2 separate regions of the Mus musculus genome follow, and region 2 is linked to region 1. A link is a contact called in public Hi-C data. All regions are on one chromosome and are shown on one strand. The core of a region is the stretch at or near the end of the contact, and the rest is flanking DNA. Distances in the headings are between cores, read along the strand shown.

Region 1 (4,848 bases), core at 1,523-4,022:
AACAAAAAGATTTCAAAGGAGATGGGGACAGGAGGCCAGGCAGTATAGTGAAATTGGCAAAACCCAAGCTTAGTGAAGACCCTGACTCTAAAATTAAGGTGGAGAGCAACTGAAGAAAATGGACTATGCCACAGTATGGCTTCCACATATGGCACACACATGCATGCATACCTACTTACACATAAGTGTACACATATACACAAAGGATTTCTGACTTAAGTATACTAGGTTTGAGATGGCTATTTGAAACTTAAGGGTCTTTGTTTTTTTTTTTCCAGACAAGTTTTCTTTGTAGAGTCCTGACTGTCCTAGAGATCACTCTGTAGATTAGGCTGGCCTCAAAATTACAGATTCTCCTGCCTTTGCCTCCTGAGTGCTGGGATTAAAGAAATATGCCCAACTTCCCAGCCTTGAAACCTGAGTTTTAATGTCAGATGGTAGTTATATATACCAACAGGTTTCTCAATAGACAAAGTTCCATTAGAAAACATTTTTCTTTTTCTTTTCTTTTTTTTTTAAAGATTTATTTATTTGTTTTATGTATGTGAGTACATACAAAATTATGAAGGTTGTGAGCCTTCATGTGGTTGTTGGGAATTAAATTTTTAGGACCTCTGCTCGCTCTGGTTGGCCCCACTTGCTCAGTCCCTGCTTGTTCTGGCCCAAAGACTCATTTATTATTATACATAAGAACACTGTAGCTGACTTTAGATGCACAAGAAGAGGGCATCGGATCTCATTATGGGTGGTTGTGAGCCACCATGTGGTTTCTGGGATTTGAACTCAGGACCTTCGAAAGAGCAGTCAATGCTCTTGCCCGCTGAGCCATCTCGCCAGCCCAGAAGACATTTTTCTTAAAGCCAAGAAAAGCAAAGCACTTAAGGAGAAAGTTTAGACACTACTAGATTATTTACTTTTACTATTCTTTTTTTGGTTTTTCATGTCAAGGTTTTTCTACATTGCCCTGGCTGTCCTGAACTAGCTCTGTAGACTTGGTTGGCCTCAGAGATCCACCTGTCTCTGCCTGAGTGCTGGGATTAAAGGTATGCTCTACCAAGCCCAGCACGATTATTTAATTTGTGGACGCAGTCTGATGTGGCACATTATCTTGGTAATCTCATTACTTGTACTGTCCTTGCAGGAGGGCTGCTTTGAGGTTCCGTGGTGAGAGTTATTGGGTTACAATTGGGTGTTCAGTATGTCTCAAAATACAAAACAAAGAACAATAACAACATTAAAAAGTTGTTAGGTAATTTCTTTCTTTGGCTTTAGGTTTGACTTGAAAAGTATAACTAGGTGATTATTGCCCCGCCCCTTGCTTTCAGCAGTGTCAAGGATTAAACCCAGTCGTCTGCATTCTAAGCAAGCACAATGGGCATCTTTAAAATTCTGCAAAGGCAACCATTCTCACAACGCTGGAACCAACTGTAAGTGTTCTCAGCATCATGCTTAAACTAAAGCAACATGAAATATTTAGTAATTTTAGTTGAAGATGAGACATTTTACAGCTGAATTGGTTTAAATCTTAAGGTACATGTTGTGGAGCAGCAGTGAGCAGGAAGTTATTGCTTAGACTGTGGAATGAAAGGAAGCATATGAATAAAAGTCTTCTTTTAAAGTCCGAGAAAAATCTCCTTGTGCCAAAGAACAGGTTTACCTTGCATTCTAGTGACCTACCTTGGGGGCATTGTGTCCTACAGGAACATGAGGTCCCCTTCTAGATTTCATTGCAAAGCGCATGATTTGTCTCTTCACAAAAATAAACAGCAGTACGAATACCTGCCCAAAGAGATTAGAGCCATTTTAGTAATAGCAATAATTTTTTAAAATGTTCACTTTCAAAATCCCTGGGTTTAGGCCTTCAGAGCTGGATGCTTTGGGGCGAAGCCGGGTCGCTAAGGACGGAGGTGGGTCAGGGGCTAGTAACGGAGAGGCATGTTAATCTGGGCTCTAGAATTTAAGAGGGAGGGTTCTTACTTAGAGCCAGGCAGCTTTGACTTAAAGATCTCAGACTGTCTACGGATACAATTCGGAAGTCCAGAAACAAAACAAGTTAAGTGGCTGAAGAACAAAGACAGAACGGCTCAGGAGCCTTCTTTTCAGGAGTCCGGCTCAGAGGGTCGGGACTCAGACAAATGCCACAAGAGGAAGAGAATGGGGATCTCACCAGGCTCCCGTACGCCATCACCAGCACGACATTCACTCCAGAAAGCCAGTTACTACTAGACGCCATCGCCTCTCTCTCCGGGAACACCTGCTAGGACAGTCCCGCCGCGCTCGCGCGTTAGCCCAGGCTCTGCCGAAGCCAGGGAACCTAGGTTCCCTGGAGCTCTCCGAACATTTCCATATGGTTTTCGATTAAAAAAAAAAAAAAAAAAAAAACCAGGCTAGAGTCCGTCAGAAAACATGGTGGATGGGGGCGCTAGTTAAGCATCGGACCTTCCCGTCCCATTTCCCCACCCCCACCCCCTCCGCCACGTGACTTATGTCCGCAAAGGTACCTGGGAGTGCGGAGACGCGGAACTACGCCAGTAAGAGGAAGCCGAGACCTTACTGGAGTCACGTGATGGAGGCGGATCCGTGCGGGGCGGGGCGGGGGCGGGGCGGGCGCGCGGAACTCAAGAGCAGTGTTTCGTGGCGGGGAGGCGCGCGCACGCTGACGTGCGCGGCCCTTTCGCGTCACGTGCTGAGGGACGCAGGAAGGCAAGTGGGAGGGGGAAGGCGCGAGAGCGAGCGCGAGAGGGAAAAGGAGGGAGGGGGTGGGGAGGAGGGAATCTTATATCACGTGACAGGGGCGGCGCGGCCCGGGGTGTCAGTGTGGAGGAGACTGAGGTAAAGTTGGGAGCGCAGCGGCGTTGGCGGCGGCGGCGGCGGCAGCGGCAACGCGGCGGGGCCGGGTATTGTCCGCGGCCCCTTTAAATCCGCGATCCCCTTTTTACCCTCCCTTCTTTTCCTCTGTCCCCTCCGTATTCCTGTCCCGCGGTAGGCCCCCCCCACGCCGTGTGTCTCCCCACTGTACACCCTCCCTTCTGGTCTTGGGAACCCGGGCGTCCAACCTCCCCACCTCGAATTGGCCGCCGGGGGTTTTGTTTATAGTTGGGTTCGCGGCCTACTGGGCCGCGCCAGAGCCGGGGCCTCGATTTGGGAGCGTGGCCGGGGCGGGGCTTGGGGCAGCCGGAGGGGGGGGGCATGTGGCTAGAGCCTGAAGGGGGAGAGCGAGAAAGAGCGCGGGCGAGCGAGGCCTGGGCCCAGCCTGAGGTAGGGTTGTTTAGGAGGGTCAGTGTCTTGTGGAGAAGGCCTCCTCCCTCCCCAGTCCTCTCTGGGCCTCTGATCCGGATCCGGCCTGGTTTTGGGGGCGGAGGGGGGGTGGCGATGGGGTGGAGCTGCCCCAAACTCCCCCATGTGGCCCTCGGTTTGGAGTGCGGAGGATTAATTTGTTCCGGGTGGGAGGTAGAGAAGCGAATGGCCCCATGGGCTCTAGATGTGGCGCGGAGGGGGGTGAGTCTCCCATCCTCCGCGCGTGGGCTTCTGTCCTCTCTGTTCATTTCCAGCCTCTTTGTCAGCTCCTCTTATTACCCTGCCTTCTTTCTTACCGACCCTGGTCGTGGAATATATTTTCGCTGCAGTCTTTGACTTCCTGTTGTCTATACTGTAGTTTTGGCTACCCAAGCAGTTATCTTATTTGGGAAGCTGGACATGGAGGCCCCCGTGGATTGTGTTGCGCCTAAGGGATGTCACTAGACTGGGCATTTGTTCATTTTTCTCATAATGGGAATGGAATTCCAAATTTCTTGAGACCCTTCACCTGGTGGACAGCCCCTAAATTGTTTTGCAAAGTGATGTCACAAACAAGAGACTGTTTTCCACGATTCTTAAAATTTAGCAACCTCTGGTGTAGGTTGTTGTGGAAAGAAAAAACAGTTAAAGGCGATTTTGTTAAATTTGTTTTTGCCTTTGACTCACTGACTACTAAATGGAGAGATTATTTTTTGTCTCCACCTCCCATATTCTGCGTTGGGGATATCTGCTGTGTCTTGCTGGGAGGGGGGTATGAGTCAGTTTGACAACCAGCATTAGAGATTAAAATATTTGGATGTGTATCTGTTGATAAGACTGTGTTGTGGGTCCTATACCACTGTCTTTAATTATAGATCATCCCAGTGATTGTTTCTGTTGTGAATGGGAGATACTGCTGTCATGTAAAATAGTGAGGAAGGGCTAAATGTACTGGCTTTCCCCAGTGTTTCTAACTGGGAAGACTCCTATTAGATTGAAGGTGGTTGGGGAATGGGACACAGGTCTAGGAAAATTAGTTTCTCTGTTAGAAGTGGTAAGCCTTACCCATCCCAGTCCAACTTCAGAATGTCTGAATTGTTTCTCACATTAGATTGTAAGCTCCCTGAGAGCAGCAACTAAGTCACACTGCTTTTGTATTTCCTGAAGGATTGGACAAGTAGTAGATTCTCAATAAATACTTATTGTTTATTTTTTTCAGTAAAATTTCTCTGGCTATTTTTTTAAGTAGCTGGCTTTCAAAATGTAGTCAAGGGCACTTCTTTGTTGAAACCTGTACTTGTTCTGTAGTGTTCCCTTGGTTTCCAATACTTCTTTCTCATCCCACTTCCCTTAAGTACTTAGGTTTTCTATGAGTTCACAAAACAAGGCCACTCACTTTCACTGTATAACTCTAGGTATTCATCTTTGTTTGCTACTAAAATGTACTAATTCTGTGCCCTTAAGTGGTTTGCCCAGATTATTTACTTTTGACCTGTTGCTCATTGTTACTAATGAGGGGGTTAAATTTTTCTTAGTTACACATTTCAAAGTATTTCCAAAGAGGGAAATGGA
Region 2 (4,848 bases), core at 1,254-3,753, 5.8 Mb before region 1:
TGAGGAAATGACAAAAAGAGCGAGGCACAGTGACACCCAAGCTTAGTCCTAAGTATTCACGGTGGCATGCATGCACACTCGAGAGAGCACACACACACACACACACACACACACACACACACACACACACACCACACACACACATTTAGTCCTAACTGCTCATGCTAAAGAATGAAGATTACCTAAGCCCAGGAATTCAGAGACAATCTGAAGAAAACATCATCTCCAACAGGAGAAGGGAGGGGGAAATAGAAGTCTCTTCTTCAAAGGGGTTACGAGAGGAATAAAGGAAATATAGATGTTTTGATAGGGGCAGATGTGGATGGATAGAAGAGTACAAAGTAAACTCATATATGTCAGATAGTTGATGTTATTGCAGTGCTGACATCAGACCCAGGGTCTGAAGCATGCTAGACAAGTACTATACTACTGAGCTGAATCCCAAGTTCTGGTCTTCTGTGTTTATGTGCCTGTGGAATCCTGAAAACAACTCCAAGGAGTCAATTTTCTCCTGCTGCCTTAGGGGATCCTGGAAGCAAACTGGTGCCGTTGTAAAACACCTCTACCTACAGAGCAGGCCTTCATCTGAGTTTTGCCAAAACTGCCAAAACTATTCAAACAGGGAAAGGACAGCCTGAGAGCTTGGTTTGGTGGTTCAGGCCTGTAATCTCAGAATTTAAGAGATGGAAGTGAGAATATCAGGAGTTCAAGATCATCTGCATAGTGAGTTTGAGGCCAGCCTGGGCTACGTGAGACTCTGCCTCAAACAAAGCAAATAATAGTATCAGGAAATTGGATATTCATGAGCATAAAAATGAGTTAAAGTTGGGCATAGTGGCACATGCTATAGACTACCAGAAGTACTTTCTCTCTCTCTCTCTTTTTTTTTTTTTTTTTGGTTTTTCGAGACAGGGTTTCTCACCACTGCCCGGCTTTTTTTTTTTTTTAAAGATAAACTTATTTTATTTATACGAGCACACTGTAGCTGTCTTCAGACACACCAAAAGAGGGCATCAGATCCCATTACAGAGCCACTATGTGGTTGCTGGGAATTGAACTCAGGACCTCTGGAAGAGCAGTCAGTGCTCTTAACCACTGAGCCATCTCTCCAGTCCCAGAAGTACTTTCTCTTACCTAACTGCATTTGATGTCCCTTATCTAACCTCTATCCACTACCCCCACCTTTCCCAGAGGAACTGCCATTCCTTAAAAAAAAAAAAAAAAAAAAAAAAAAAGTTTTACATTTTATTTGGGGGATGTGTAGTGGGGAACTTGCCATGGTAGACAAGTATTTATTAAGTACTTAATTGTATGAGTGTTACTGTAAGTATAAGCACTAAGCGTGTGGTGGCTATTCCTGGTTATCTACTTGACTATATTTGGAATGAACTACAATTCAGAATTGGAAGGCTCACCTGTGATCCTAATCTGGAGGCTGAGATATACAATTTCTGACCTGGATCTTGGCACGGAGATCTTGAGGCATAGTGGCTATAAATTCCAGAAAATTAAGACTGGGGGATCTTTGAGTTGAAGGCTTGGTGGCACACACCTTTCATCTGGGCCACACCTTCTGCTGGAGACCTACATAAGGACATTGGAAGAAGGAAGATTCTCTCTCTCTTCTCCACCTGCTTGTCTTGTGGGACTGAGCAACTGCTAGATCCTTGAACTTCCTTTCATAGCTGCTGCTGCCCATTGTTGGGACTTGGACTACAGACTGTAAGTCATCAACAAATCCCCTTACTATACAGAGACTACCCATAAGTTCTATGACTCTAGAGAACCCTGACTAGTACAAAGCCTAAGTTAACTTTTATGAATACGGTAGATGATACTACAAGTACAATAAGGAAAAAAAAAAGAAAAAAGAAAAAAAAAGTGGGACTCTAGAGCGTCAAGTATCAAAATTAAATAGGGCGGCCAGAAAGGCTTCTCTAAGGCTAATTTGAGCACAAACCCGAAGTAGAGTGGAGTGCAAATCTTGTAGTTTTCTTAGTAAAGAGCCATGCAAGGCAGAAAGCGACAAGCGAGAAAGTAGTCTGGTTTCTGAGGCTGAGCTAGCAATTGGAATACTGTTATCCCTAGAGGTTAGGAAGTGAGGCAGGTTTTGGTGTTTCATTGGCGAATGGGAAGCCAGGGGATAGCTCTGAATCTGTTCTTTTTTGTTGCCTGGTCTCTGGTATCGATTTTAAATTAGGGAGGCAAAGTTAAGGGAGGGCAGCTAATGCTAGAGATCACAATTTTTTTTTTTTTAAACTAGAAAGGACACTTTGAGTACGAATGTGGACGTCCTTGCTTTTAGTTCTAAGTGATAATCTTAGCGCACTAACTCTTTGGACCCGAGGGAATGTGATGCCAACCGATTTCTGCTCCGGGAAATAATGCCCGAACTAACGTTGGCATCGCTCCGGGACAACCCGCGGACTAGGCTTTAGGATCCCGCGGCGCGTGCGCCCCGCGGCCGGCACCTTGATACCGCGGCTGCGCAGCTGAGGCCCCGCCTTCCGTAGTCACGTGCCGTAGGGACCGCAGCGTGGCGGTGTGTGGCGGTAGCGACGGCGGGCCGTAGGGCAACCGGAAGGTTTCCGGTTCCGGTGTAACGTTCGGGCTCCGTCTCAGGGGCTGAAGTTTGTGAGGTGAGTAGTGGCCCCGCGCCCGAAAGGCTGTAGCCTTCGGTGCGAGCGGCTGGACAGGGCGGGAGTGCTCGGCGGGAAGCAGGCTGGGAGGACTCCCTGGTTCTGTCCGGGGAAGAAGTCAGAATGGGCTGGCTGAAGGCAAAGGGCGGGGGCGGGAAGCAGCAGGGTGGGCAAACCTGCCCTGAGGTGAGGAGTTAGCGCGGACTCGGTGGGGCCGGGGCCAGGTGGGAAGATAGCAAAGACCGGAGCATGGGGTTCCAGGGGCTTGTAGCGTAGAAAAGTAAGGAATCCCTTCGGAAGATGAGATTCTGCTACCTGCTCATTCAGAAGACAGCGTTCTGCCTCCCTCCCCTTCCCCTTCCCCTTCCCCTCCACCCCCCAGCCCCCCACCGACGCTGACGCCCCCTCGCTATTAGAGTTGAACATCTGGTTAGTGACAACTCTACTGACTGAAACTTTCTTATCCATTGACTGTTTCGTTTGCACATTCGGGTCGAATTTGAAGACATCCATTTGTTAGTATATTTCTTGAGCTTACATCCAATATGCTTAATATGCTTCACCTATTACTCTGGATTTTGAAAATTGCTTAAACTTTCTAGCCTATTATTCAATTGTAGTGGGTTGTAAGTCCCATTAACATGAGGATTCTTGGCTGTTTTGTTCACTGCTGTGTGTGTCCTTACATGCAGTAAGTATTCTGCTTGACAAGAAATAGTAACTTAAGTATTTATTGAATGGAGTGTTATACCAGATGTCTCATTTTCTAAGATAAGTATACTGAGGCTCTCGGGAATTAACTTGCTTTCCTAAGGGCTTATGAATGGTGGTGCTTACTATATTCTATCTTAAATGGGCTTTCTTCTCCACTTTTAGTGCCTGTGGTTGCTTTCTTTTTGATAGGCAGTATACTGCTATCTCATGATGGCCCAAAAAAGCTATCCCAGGATTATTCATAAAAGTTGTCACTGAGAAACAGCCTTCCAGATTCATTCAGATGTATTAAATACTGTGTATTGACAGATCTTATGAGAGAGAAATCTGTCAAGAATGTAGGAGCTAATTAGACTGCATCTTTTTTTTTTTTTTTTTTTTTTTATGACAAGGTCTCATGTAGCCACCGGTGATGTTGAACTCTGTAGCCAAGGCTGGACTTGAACTCCTGATTCCCCTTGTGCTGGGATCACAGGCTTGTATGATCATTCTGAGGTTGCATTTTTTAGATGTCTTTAAACATCTTGAAAGAGTAATTCCCAGATCATACTAAGATGCATGGCAGTGCTAAGAGGAGGTCTTATGGGAAGTTGAGGTCGGTGCAGTCAATAGATTGACATGCAGCCATTAGGAAGAAAATCAGAAATTAAGTTATCTTTATGCTGGTGAAGATGTTGAGATTTAAGATTACCCAAATGTAAGCATGAATAGTGTTGAAATTTTTCTCCAACTGTGTTAAGTAATAAAAAAATCATGTTGGTGTATAGAATACTTACCAGCATGAATAAAACTACAGAGAAAGGTGACAGCATTCTTAAGGATTATGAGATTTAACACAGGAGGACTGACTTGAATAAACCCTCTTCTTTGAATCCGTTAGACAAGTTTTAGGTCAAAGTTAGGTTAGAGAATGGCTTCCAGAGCAGAAGTTGACTTCTAGATTGACTCTTCAGATGTTCTGTTTGCCAGTCTTTTGTGTGACAGGGTCAGAGTTAGAACCCATTCCTCAGATTACGTTATTCCTAGTTTGTTCATTCTTTAGATAGCAATGATGACTGATGCTGAGTTAGAATTAAAATATCAAATGAGTGGGGCATGGTTGTATGCTCCTAGAATTTCTCACTGGGCAAGTGGAGACAGGAGAGTTGCCAAGTGTTGAGTTCTGTATGAGCTACATTGTAAGACCGTATCTCAAAAAAAAAAAAAAACAAAAACAAAAACTAATGGACCCCTTCCTTCTGTTTTGAAGCTTGGTTTTAGGGAATGTATTTCCCTTCATATGAAGTGGAGAGATGTGCTTGGGGTTGAAAATAGGAATGGGGAAAAGCACTCTTATTATGCTATTATCTTGATTGTTTTGTTTTCCTTTTCTCTGACTCTTGCTTGGTTTCTTTTAGGTGTAGTTTTTTTGTCCCATTGGAGCTCTCATTCTCCATTTTCTCCGAAATGGCGCTGTCTAAGCGGGAGCTGGATGAGCTGAAGCCATGGATAGAGA

What was found. A called contact is a pair of places that touch in the nucleus more often than the background predicts.
Region 2: a Hi-C map of B cells shows a contact between it and region 1, with 5 read pairs. The contact joins the promoter of Prpf3 here to the promoter of Ubap2l in region 1.

The regions. Positions count from the first base shown.
Region 1 is chr3:90,050,439-90,055,286 of GRCm38.p6, reverse strand. Ubap2l (ubiquitin-associated protein 2-like) reads left to right here and starts at 2,772. Exons shown (of 28, transcript NM_001165984.1): 1 at 2,772-2,832. 4933434E20Rik (RIKEN cDNA 4933434E20 gene) reads right to left here and starts at 2,485. Exons shown (of 7, transcript NM_025762.3): 1 at 2,168-2,485; 2 at 1,678-1,779. The coding sequence starts at 2,233.
Region 2 is chr3:95,853,540-95,858,387 of GRCm38.p6, reverse strand. It overlaps Prpf3 (pre-mRNA processing factor 3), which reads left to right and starts at 2,503. Exons shown (of 16, transcript NM_001316751.2): 1 at 2,503-2,639; 2 at 4,751-4,848. The coding sequence starts at 4,800.